3 separate regions of the Mus musculus genome follow, and regions 2 and 3 are each linked to region 1. The links are chromatin contacts, called in public HiChIP or PLAC-seq maps. All regions are on one chromosome and are shown on one strand. The core of a region is the stretch at or near the end of the contact, and the rest is flanking DNA. Distances in the headings are between cores, read along the strand shown. Region 1 has its middle 20 kb from the start of Serpinb6e. Region 2 has its middle 10 kb from the start of Serpinb9d. Region 3 has its middle 15 kb from the start of Serpinb1c.

Region 1 (3,828 bases), core at 1,033-3,532:
AGGGAAATGTGAGTGATCCCCACCCTCAAAAACAGACAGGAGCCAATCTGATGCAATACAACAGGGTCTTTATTCTATTTGAGCTGGCTTGCCCCCCAACCCCACTGCACCACCATCACACAGGACAGTTTTGGTGGTGAGGGAGCCCTGAATGTCTGTTGGTGAAAGATTTTATAGTAAGCAGCAAACAGGGAGTACATGAACGATCATCTAATTGGGAAGCTGTTGTGGTCTTTAATGTAATTGTTTGGTGCTGGGAGTCATATCATAAACTTAACTTCTGCTCCCCTCTGCATTAGTGGTCGCAAGGAGTGGGCTTGTTACCTGGGGTGCAGATTTGTTGGAGGAATAACCTGGAGATACTGGTCTTATTGGGCATTAGCCTAGAGACTGGAGTTAGGGTCAAGGGTTTTTTTTGGGGGGGGGGCTTGGAAACTAATGTTAGGTACCAGACTGTTAGTTTGCCGAGTTCAAACTTAGGCTAGGTTCTCTAAAATGGAGCCTGAATTTAAAAGATTTAGCATCTCCCTCCCCACTTTCTCTTGTGACTAGAAGTCCCAACCATGGGACTTCCTGAAGCTTTATTAAAACAGTAACAGGGCTATATCTTTGTGGTGTCCTTGGAGCATGGGTAGGGGCCTATCAATGGGAGACAGGAAGGAGTCTTGAGGCTGAATTCTCCTCCTGCTGGCCAAGATCTTCTTCAACTGTAAATGGATGTGTGCCAGACCTACACTATAACTCTGTAGTACAGGGACCCTTTGAGCAAATCAATAGTGACCCCTGGCAGTGTCACTTGACTACAACCCAATCTCTGGGCTAAAGTTGATGGAGCTCTGGAGGTGATCCTGTTTTATGGAAAGCACAAAGTTTAAGCCAAACACATTTGTGTACCCATTGGACAACCTTGAGATCATATGACTTCTGTCAGTAGGTAAGTCAAACATAACTTTAAAGGGGTGAATCCCATCTGATATGGGGAATTTTGTTCTCTATAAAGGATGAAGGGGAAAATAGTCACCATCAGTCTCTAAGGTCAATTTATTTGAAATCTCTTTTAGGGTTTATCTTTTCTACCTATCCTGAACTCTGGGGTCTATGTGCACAATGAAGTTTCTAATCAATCTCTAAAATATTATCTAATCTCTAACTTACCTTGCACACAAATGTAGGTCCATTGTCTGGGCCTATATGCTTAGAAAACTATATCTTGGAAGATTTTTTTTAGTAGTTCCTTTGTTACTGTCTCCACAGTCTTATGCTTAGTTGGGAAAGTCTCAGTCTATCTTGAAAAGGTATCTTTAATATTAGCAAATATTTGTATCTGAATTTTCCTGGTTTTACCTCCATTAAGTCCATTTCCTGAGAGACTCTTGGCTTGGTACTCCTCCTGTATTGAGTACCAGGGTTCTTCTCACTAGCAACTGTATTGGTCAATTGACAAGCCTTATAGTTTTTAATAATTTTAGCTGTTCAAATTGGCATATATAATTCTGATGTGGGACTGGCAGACTAAGTCCTGCATTTTCTAGTATCACATGTATGAAGAACAATGGATCTTTTAAAGTATGTGTATATCCATTTTCTCTAGTATAATCAGTTTGTAGTCAGCTGTACTCCATCATCTCTTATGATACAAAGAGGTGGGCAGGCTTTTGACCTTGATCATGTCTTCTGTCTGGTCAGAGTATGGAATCTCCTGGGTCTAGGGCAATCAAGGATGTGAGGGGCCCAATTTTTCAGGGCACTCATTGGGCTGTCTTGTTGCCTTCTGGGATGGAGTTTAGTTCTTCCTTCTGCTGTCAGAAGGTCCCTCTCCTTATAAATAGCCTAAGGAATATGAGTGGTAGCAAAGGCACACTGGCTATGTGTGTCTCTTGCCTTTTCTCAGCTCCAGTGCCTTGGTCAGAGCTGCCAGTTCATCTTTCTGGGCTAACATTCCTGCCAGGAGTGGCTCTGCCCATATGATCTTGGTGTCTGAGACCACTGCTGCCCAGCATAACTCTGTTCATCCTGATTGAGGCTTTTGCCATTGGTAAACCATTTTACCTCTACATTCACCTTGTACTCAATATAGGAGTACCAAGCCAAGAGCAATTATGCAGAAGCCCATCACTCATGCTCAGGGTCAGGCAGCAGGGCAGCTGAAAAGTTATACTGCAGACATTCAAGAAGAGAGGCTGGTAATGAGTCATCATGGCATAATATTTAACCAGGAGGCCATTGCTGCACTGATGTGTAAACAGGGTGGGGGCCAGCTTCTGCCAATTGGTGACACATTGGCCATTAACTGATGCCAGAACCCTGAGTCTGAGTAGGCATCCCCCAGGCCTAGGGTGGTCACCTGTAGTTGACACAATAGGACCTTCTTAGCAGAGGCTCAATAGCCCAAAATTTTCATGGTATCTAAGAGGTCCTGTGATTTTGTTTTGTTTCTGTTGCCACTAGGAAGTCATTTATAAATGGATGAAGAGACTCTATCTTCAGGTTTTAGCAAGACAGAATGTTGAAGTTATTAATTATCAATAGAAACGCTAGTGGGGTTTCCTTTTACTTTTAGGGATTCACTGTGCTTGGGGAGGGGATACTTTTGATCTTTAAGGCCACCCTTACCTCCTTCTTTTGAAGCTATCTGTTTTAGGCATCTCTTACAGTCTTTTGGTTTGTCTGCCAACAGGATCTTTGCCAGGTCTGGAGTCTGTTGCTTCTGTCCTCTCATCTGCTTCTCCTCTGTAGTCTTTCTTCCATTAAATATTCTCTCTTCTATTATCATTAAATCCCTCAGACTTTTTCTTTAACTTCTTAATCCTCTGGAGCTTTTTCTTAATATCTGGTGCCACCTAATTAACAAAAGCTAGAACAATTTCTGCCTTTGTTTCTAATAATTTAAAGTTCATTGTGGTGTATTGTCGAAATGTCTCCATGACTTTCTCTAAAAGGGCTTTTACTGTCTAATATCATATACTATGGCCAAATTTGTGGGCCATCTTGTGGCTGCCTTGAGACCTGCCAACACAGTCTGATGACTTACCAAGAGCCTCTTTTTACCTTTAAAATCTTTACGGGGTTAAAACCTCTTTTTACCTTTAATGGTGTTAAAAAAAATCTCAATCTGGGCGAGTCAAGGGAAAGCAAGCATATTGGGAGAGGATTCCCTGTGGGACAAGGAACCAGCTTCTTGGCCTCTTCTGTGGTGAAGGGAACCTGTAGAATACAGTAGAGGTAACCTGTCTCATGTTAATATGTCTGTCTAAGTAAAAGTCACTTCTTTAAAGTCAACTTGTCAAAATCACCTGTAAAAGTCATTTTGTTAAAGCAATAAGCCCATCAAAGTCAAAATTACTTCATCAAAATAACCTCATCATCATCATTATGTAACGAGAAACACAAACATAATAAATAAAACCACAAATAAAACCTTTTTTTTTTTTTTGTCTATTGAGCAGAAACAAGAAATGATCAGAAAATGGTGCTCACATAAAAAGAACTCTTTATGCCACTGAAAACACAAATCTAACTTGCTCTCTCTATCAGGCAGAAATGAGAAATAATCAGAAAATGGTGCACACCCACAAGAAAAGGATCAGATTGGTGGGTGTCTCTTGACTCCCCCCAAGCCCACACCCACCCCAGACTGAGATTCAGGATGTCTCCTGACCCTGAGATAACCACAGCTCACAGATACGTCTATCCTAACTTCAACAAGCCAAAGAAACACATTCGAAGCCTTGAACTACAAAGGATGTGACATCGTTTAGAATCTGTGAACAGAAAAAAGGCACAACCAGAAGCAAAATTCAACCAAAAACAGAAAAAAATACAACCTGT
Region 2 (3,861 bases), core at 1,032-3,531, 640 kb after region 1:
TTTGTTTTATGCTGGACCCTATTACTTATTGCTACAATTAAAGTGGCTTCTTACAATTTTAATTAACATCTAGCTTTGCCTTTGACACAGATAGTTGCAATATCTGTTCCATAACTGTGCATGGTGGAGTGGGCCTGAAACTGGTTTCTTCTCTTCTCTTTCTTTCTTTCTTTCTTTCTTTCTTTCTTTCTTTCTTTCCTTCCTTCTTTCTTTCTTTGTTTCTTTCTTTCTTTCCCCCCTTCCTCCCTTCCTCCCGTCCTCCCTTCTTTCCTTCCTTCCTCCCTCCCTCTTTCTTTCTTTCTTTCTTTCTTTCTTTCTTTCGTTCTTTCGTTCTTTCATTCTTTCGTTCTTTCGTTTTGCATTTTCTATTAGATATTTTCTTATTTACATTTCTAATGTTATCCCCTTTGCTCATTTCCCCTCTGAATACCCCCTATCCCATCTCCCCTACCCTGCTCACTAACCCACCCACTCCTGCTTTCCTGACCTGGCATTCCCCTACACTGAGACATCGAGTCTTGACAGGACCAAGGGCCTCTCCTCTAATTGATGTCCCACAAGTCCATCCTCTGCCACATATGTAATTGGAGCCATGGGTACCTCCATGTGTACTCTTTGGTTTGTACCCAGGTTTAGTTCCTTGGAGCTCTGGGGGGTACTGGTTGGTTTATATTGTTGTTCCTCTTATGGGGCTGCAAAACCCTTCAGCTTCTTGAGTACATTCTCTAGCCCCTCCCTGTACTCAGTCCAATGGATGACTGTGAGCATTCACTTCTGTATTTGTCAGGCACTGGAAGAAACTCTCAGGAGACAGCTATATCAGGCTTCTGTCAGCAAGCACTTGGTGGCATCCACAATAGTGTCTGGGTTTGGTAACTATATATGGGATGGATCCCCAGATGGGGACAGTCTCTGGATGGCCTTTCCTTCAGTTTCTGCTCCACATTTTGTCTCTGTATATCCTCCCATGGGTATTTTGATTCCCCTTCTAAAAAGGGCTGCAGTATCTACATTTTGGTCTTCCTTCTACTTGAGCTTCATGTGGCCTGTGAATTGTATGTTCAGTATTCTGAACTTCTGGATTAATATCCACTTATCCGTGAGTGCATAATGTGTATGTTCTTTTGTGACTAGGTTACCTCACTCAGGATGATATTTTCTAGTTCCATCCATGTGCCTAAGAATTTCATGAATTCATTGTTTTTTAATAGCTGAATAGTACTCCTTTGTGTAAATGTAAGCCTCTGAATCAAAGCTTTGAACCTTATCAGGTAACTTCGAATATTATTATGTGTGCCTAGGGGCTGTGTGTTCTGCCTGTCGTGATCCCAACCAAACCAAAGGCATTTTGAATAGAAATTCCATTTTGAGATGGGGAATCAAAGTTTAAAATCACAAGACTTCCCTGGGTGACTGACCTCCTAGTTGGCAAGTTGAGACATGAATGCTGGACATGTTTCCCTACCATGGATGCATAAACAAAGAAATCGGAACAGGACAGTGTAAGTGTATCATAAATAAATGTTTCTTGGAAAGTCCCCTAACCCCTGAATCCTGATGGCTGGGAAATGCAAATGTAATTTGGCACACATCATTGTGGCTTTTTTGGGGTTTGCACTTAAAAACCACAGTTCAGCTCCTGAATCTCATCCGAGTCTCTGATCAATCAATAGTGTCTTGAGTACAAGTACAAGTAACTTCTTTTTTCTGCACTGACTTGGTGTATGAGTTGCATTGAATCAAAGTAACACCTCTTTCTCACCATTGCCTATAACAGCAAGTTCCCAAGATATACACAAGTCAAAATGTGGCTAGCAACCTTTGTAAAACACAAATGTGATCATATGTTTTTATATATATTTTAATAACCTATAGTAGTGTCCCTAGACTAAAAAAGGTAAGAGAAACGCCAGTATGAAACTAATTTCATGAGTCAATTTGGGTAGACCATCACACCCAGCCTATGAATCACAAGATTTGGTATTTGATCAAATGGCAGTGGAGATATAGCTGAATGCCTTCTGTCTTAGAATTTCTATTCCTAAACAAACATAATGACAAAGAAGCAAGTTGGGGAGGAAAGGATTTTTTAAGCTTAAACTTCCTCGTTGCTGTTCATCACCAAAGGAAGTCAGGACTGAAACTCAAGCAGGTCAGGCAGGTCCATGGAGGGAGATTACTTACAGTCTTTCTTTCCGTGGCTTGCTCTGTTTCCTTTCTTATAGAGCCCAAGACTACCAGCCAAGCAATGGCACCACTCACGATGGACTCTCACACCCTTGATGACTAATTGAGTAAATGCCTTACAGCTGGATTGTGGGGCAATGGACCATGCGTAGACAACCTGGTCTCCAGTCAAGCTGAGGTCTTGAAACCCAGTGGTACCGGGTGGTGGTAATTTCCACCTACATGGGACAGTAGGCATTCAATCATGTCTCCTGAACCCCTGGATCCTATAGAAGTCACCGCCCTCACAGCCCCCACCAGAGAGGCATGTGGCTATTAATCACATACACAATGTACCAAGCTTCTGGCCTTCTGGCTTGACTCCTCTCCACAGTTACCTAGCAACAGCAAGATCAAAGCCCACTATAAGAGGGGCTGTTTGGCCCCTCCTCACTCTCTAAGCTCTCTCTCTCTCTCTCTCTCTCTCTCTCTCTCTCTGTATACTTTTACCTCTCCCTCCCTCTCTCTCTCTCTCTCTCTCTCTCTCTCTCTAAGCCTTCACCTTTCTTACTCTCTAACTCTCTTTCTCTCTTTCCCTTCCTCCTTCTCTCCTCTTCGCCATGGCTGGACTCTCTCTTTCTTTTTATCATCTCTCTTTCCCCCTGCCTTTCTACAATAAACCTATAAATAAATAAATAAATAAATAAATAAATGTGATTTGACATTCTAGAAAAAGTGAAACTATGCAGTAAAAATATCAGTGGTTGGCAGGAGTTGTGAGTCTGGTGAGGGATTTCACAGCAATACACATATGGCTTTAGCATAGTTAATCTTGTTCTGTACAATGCCACAATGTTGTACACACATCTTCATACACTTGTTCAAACCTGTGCACAATTAGTAATATCAATGATTATTGAGACCCTAGACTGTCTCTGAAGGACTCTCGCCTGCGCAGAAACCACCCAATGCCCCCCTTCCCCCTGACCTCTCTTCCTTTCCCCTCCAGGGCCGAGTACCAACCTGGGTCCCCTATTCTCTTCTCAGCTCCTCTGCCATATCCAGCATGGGATGCCAGAGACTGAGAACCTGGTACCAGGGGCTGCCCCTTGTCCACCCCCTGCCATATGGGGTCAGTGGCTTCACACAGCCAGATGCCCATGCAGGGCCTCGTGGAAAGCATCCACCAGTTCTCCTGCATCTGCCTGCTCAGAGCACAGGAATTCTGGAGGGATGTGGGCACTCTCTCCTACTCCCCTCTTCCCCACACATCCACGGCCCCACACTGGATCTCAGGGAGTCATTTCTTCAAGGGCGCCTCCTTGCTCTGTGATAACCCCAGCTTGTGTCAAGTTGACACACAAAACCAGTCAGTACACTTTCAATTGAAAAGACCAAAATCTCACAACCACACTATGGACTGTTCGTCATGCCTGAAAACAAGATGCCAGATCATACAAAGATGTCAAAGAGCCTTTTGTGTCTGTTCCCGGATTAAAAAGAACATTCTATGCAATTCAAGTGATTTGACATTCTTGAAAAAGTGAAACTATGCAGTAAAAAGATCAGTGGTGGGCAGGAGTTGTGAGCCTGGTGAGGGATTTCACAGCAATACACATATGGCTTTAGCATAGTTAATCTTGTTCTGACAGTGCCACAATGTTGTACACACATCTTCATACACTTGTTCAAGCC
Region 3 (4,017 bases), core at 938-3,437, 910 kb after region 1:
TAGTCTGGCTAAAGGTTTATCTATCTTGTTTATTTTCTCAAAGAACTGGCTCCTGGTTTGCTTGATTCTTTGTATAGTTCTTTTTGTTTCTAATTGGTTGACTTCAGCCCTGAGTTTGATTATTTCCTGTCATCAACTCCTCTTGTGTGCTTCTTTTGGTTCTAGAGCTTTCCAATGTGCTGTCATTCTGCTAGTGTATGCTTTCTCCAGTTTCTTTTAAGAGGCACTCAGAACTATGAGTTTTCCTCTTAGCACACTGCTTTCATTGGGTGCCATAAGTTGGGGTATGTTGTGGCTTCATTTTCCTTGAATTCTAAAAAGTCTTTAATATCTTTCTTTATTTCTTCCTTGACCATGTTATCATCGAGTAGAGTGTTCTTCAGCTTCCATGTGTATATAGGCTTTTTTATTGTTTTTGTTGTTATTGAAGGCCAGCCTTAGTCCGTGATGATCTGATAGGATTCATGGGATTACTTCAATCTTCTTGTATCTGTTGAGGCCTGTTTTGTGAGTGATTACATAGTCAATTTTGGAAAAGGTACCACAAGGTGCTGAGAAGAAGGTATTTCCTTTTGTTTTAGGATAAAATGTTCTATAGATATCTGTTAAATCCATTTGTTCATAACTTCTGTTAGTTTCACTGTGTTTCTGTTTAGTGTGTTTCCATGATCTGTACAATGATTAGAGTGGGGTATTGAAGTCTCTCAGTATTATTGTGTGAGGTGCAATGTGTGCTTTGAGCTTTAGTAAAGTTTCTTTTATGAATGCGAGTGCCCTTGCATTTGTAGCATAGGTGTTCAGAATTGAGAGTTCATCTTAGTAGATTTTTCCTTTCATGAAAATGAAGTGTCCTTCCTTATCTTTTTTGATAACTTTGGGTTGAAAGTCGATTTTACTTGATATGAGAATGGTTACTCCAGCTTGTTTCTTGGGAGCATTTGCTTGGAATTTTTTTTCAGCCTTTTACTCTCAGGAGGTGTCTGTCTTTGTCACTGAAGTGTGCTTCTGTGTGCAGAAAAATGCTGGGTCCTGTTTATGTATCCAGTCTGTTAGCCTGTGTCTTTGAGGTGAGTCCACTGATATTAAAAGATATTAAGGAAAAGTGATTGTTGCTTCCTGTTATTTTTGTTGTTAGAGGTGGAATTATGTTTATGTGGGTATCTTCTTTTTGGATTGTCTGCATCTTGATGGAATGCTGCTGCCACATGAGATCCAAGTAAAGTCTATGTTCCAAAAAAGAAAGAAAGAAACAAACAAACAAAAAGCAAAAATCTTGCTACTTTATTACCAGAAATGCCTGGGGGAGTGGAGGTTTTTGTTAAAGCAATTGTCACTGTTAAAGAGAAATCAAGTAGGGTTTGGGATGATGGCTCAGTGGGTAACATGTTTGCTCTGCAAGCACAAAAAAACCATAAATCCCCAGTCAAATCCCCAACATCAAGTAAAACCCAGACACAGAAGCATGCATCTATAACCTTACACCGGGGTTGTGGGAAAACTAATGGATACCCAGAACTCACCTACAAGCAAGTGAATAGTGAAAGATACTGCCTCAAAGGAAGTGGAGAGCAACAGAGGAAGACATCAACTGTTGATCTCTAGCCTCCACATACATGCACACATATAATATCACTCTCTCACACACACACACACACATACACACATACACACTCAAGTACTTTGTATGGGACAGTAGGAAGAAAGCTGGATGCTGTCTCAGGAATTAGCAAGTTCTTGCTCTTCACACACTGAAGAGGATTAAACTATTTTAAATGACTTTGTTTTGTGGGATGAGCTCTGACATGTCCTGCTTGCACAGAGCTGCCTGGGGAAGTTTTTCTTTGGGGCTCACTTCCTCAGCTTTTAGCTATTCAGGGACTCAAAGGTCACCACAGCCACAGCTCAAGTGGGCCTTCCTCCCTCTACTGCTGACTGGTATTGCACATGTGATGGGGGTTGGAGTTGTATAGGCTTCCACTGAGATTTCAATAGAAAGCTTTGTGAGGCCAGTGGGTGGAAGAATCCATGCCACTTCAAGAAGCCAGAATCCATGTAAAAGTGAAACATGTTCCACACTCCTCCAACTTGTGCTGCCTGGAAAAGCTGTAGACAAAGAGTAGATTTGGCCCCAAAGAGGGAGCCCAGATGAACCACAGCCAACCAGTTCCCAGGACTGGGACTGCCCAGGCCTGTTAGCACTTGAGTCCTGCTATCACATTCTCTGGATGCCAGACAAAGCTAATGGATTTAACCTTTGCCCTGTTGGTTTTTTTTTTTTTTTTCTCATACCAGTCTGATTCCTCCTTACAGTTTCCCATTCTCTCAGTTTGGAAGGGGAGTGTGCACTTGTGCTTGTGTATTGGAAGCATGTGCAATGTTGTTTTTGGTTTTCCACAGCTTCAAAAATAAGGGTGCCTAGGCTCTCAGAGTCGGCTATGTACTTTTGCACGTTGCTGGAACTGTTAAGGGTATGGGGGATTCACAAACTGGATTCATTTTGCAATATGTAAGGGACATCAGCATTTAGGAACCAGGGAAAGATTATTTATTGTTTTATATGTTAAATGATTTTTCTGAACTTAGATGCTGGAGTGTTTCTTTCCAAGGCAGTAATGTAGGAAGTCAGCAGAAAGATTAGGAGGCAGGGACTCATGGGGGTTGGGGGAGGGTAGTGAATGGGGCATGCTTGTGAGGGAGATTTTGTCACCCAGACCCTTCCACTCTGCATCCTTTCCTACAGTCTCCACAGAGTGAGAAGTGCTGCACACTAAGGGCTCACTGTCATAATGCACTGTCTCAAGACAGCTCCACAATAATATGAATGAGCAACAACAGATGGAACTTCTGAGGTTATAAACCAAAATAAACTTTTAGTTGCTTACTCTAGGGGTTTTTGTTGTTGTTGTTGTTGTTTGTTTGTTTGTTTGTTTGTTTATTTGAGACAGGGTTTCTCTGTGTAGCCCTGGCTGTCCTGGAACTCACACTGTAGACTAGACTGGCCTCGAACTCAGAAATCGGCCTGCCTCTGCCTTCCAAGTGCTGGGATTAAAGGTGTGCACCACCACTGTCTGGCTATTTTTTGTCACACTGCTAGAATCTGATAGATACAAAAACTGTCTCCACAGTGTGTGTGCATGCTGTAATGATCTTCTGAGGCCAGGAACGATGTGGGGTATAATGTCCTGCTTGAGTTGGCACAGACTTCTGGTTTCCCCGAGAGGCAGAGAATCTTCAGTTTTACATGGTCTCACTTATTAGTTGTTGATGTTAGGGGCTATGCTATAGGTATTTTGTTCAAGAAGTCTTTTTCCTGTATCAATGAGTTCAAGACTATCCCCCAATTTTTTCTTCTATCAGAGTCAGTGTATCTGGACTTACATTGATGTCTTTTGATCTGTTTGGACAAGAGTTTTGAGCAGGGTACTTAGTTTGGATCTATTTGCATTTTTGACATATAGCCATCATACATTTGAAGTTTACTACTACCGTATGTTGAAGATGCTATCTTTTTTCCAGTGTGTATTTCTGAATCCTTTGTGAAAAAGAAGGTCTCACAGGTGTGCAGACTTATATCTGGGTCATCAATTTGATTCCATTATTCAACATATCTGTGTTTGTGAGAACATTATACTGGTTTGTTGTTGTTGTTGTTGTTTTGTTTGTTTGTTTGTTTGTTTGTTTGTTTGTTTTTACTATAGCTCTGTAGTGCAATCTGAGATCAGGGAAGTTCCTACCACCAGTAGTTTACTATTATTATTATTATTATTATCATTATTATTATTATTATTATTATTATTCAGGATTGGTTTAGTTATGCTGGTGTGTGTGTGTGTGTGTGTGTGTGTGTGTGTGTGTGTGTGTGTTTCCATATGAAACTGAAATTTGTCCTTTCAATTTCTGTGATGAATTGTGTTAGAATTTTTATGGGGATTATATTGAATATGTATAATGCTTTGGTGAGATGACCATTTTTAGTATATTAACCCTGCTTATCTTTGAGCCTGGGAGATCTTTCCA

Evidence for each region. HiChIP or PLAC-seq counts read pairs in DNA pulled down with a chosen protein or histone mark.
Region 2: a FOXA1 HiChIP or PLAC-seq map of pancreatic cancer cells shows a contact between it and region 1. The contact joins two enhancer-like sites. A contact is called at or near these places in 1 of 115 datasets of contacts at active chromatin or transcription factors (pancreatic cancer cells) and 2 of 9 other capture datasets (adipose tissue and liver).
Region 3: a FOXA1 HiChIP or PLAC-seq map of pancreatic cancer cells shows a contact between it and region 1. The contact joins two enhancer-like sites. A contact is called at or near these places in 3 of 15 datasets of contacts at CTCF or cohesin (embryonic stem cells, large pre-B cells and pro-B cells), 4 of 484 Hi-C or Micro-C datasets (cerebral cortex, cortical neurons and embryonic stem cells) and 2 of 115 datasets of contacts at active chromatin or transcription factors (large pre-B cells and pancreatic cancer cells).

Annotation. Positions count from the first base shown.
Region 1 is chr13:33,821,990-33,825,817 of GRCm38.p6, reverse strand. No RefSeq gene overlaps it. Among named protein-coding and RNA genes, the nearest start is that of Serpinb6e, 20 kb to the left of the region's middle. Within about 2 kb of position 2,282, at least 7 of the 459 cell types and tissues checked have an H3K27ac peak or open chromatin away from gene starts, as enhancers often do. A contact at or near this core is called in pancreatic cancer cells, where this site is marked.
Region 2 is chr13:33,180,856-33,184,716 of GRCm38.p6, reverse strand. No RefSeq gene overlaps it. Among named protein-coding and RNA genes, the nearest start is that of Serpinb9d, 10 kb to the left of the region's middle. Within about 2 kb of position 2,281, at least 2 of the 459 cell types and tissues checked have an H3K27ac peak or open chromatin away from gene starts, as enhancers often do. A contact at or near this core is called in pancreatic cancer cells, where this site is marked.
Region 3 is chr13:32,911,116-32,915,132 of GRCm38.p6, reverse strand. It overlaps a transcript of Serpinb1c not described here. Among named protein-coding and RNA genes, the nearest start is that of Serpinb1c, 15 kb to the right of the region's middle. Within about 2 kb of position 2,187, at least 80 of the 459 cell types and tissues checked have an H3K27ac peak or open chromatin away from gene starts, as enhancers often do. A contact at or near this core is called in pancreatic cancer cells, where this site is marked.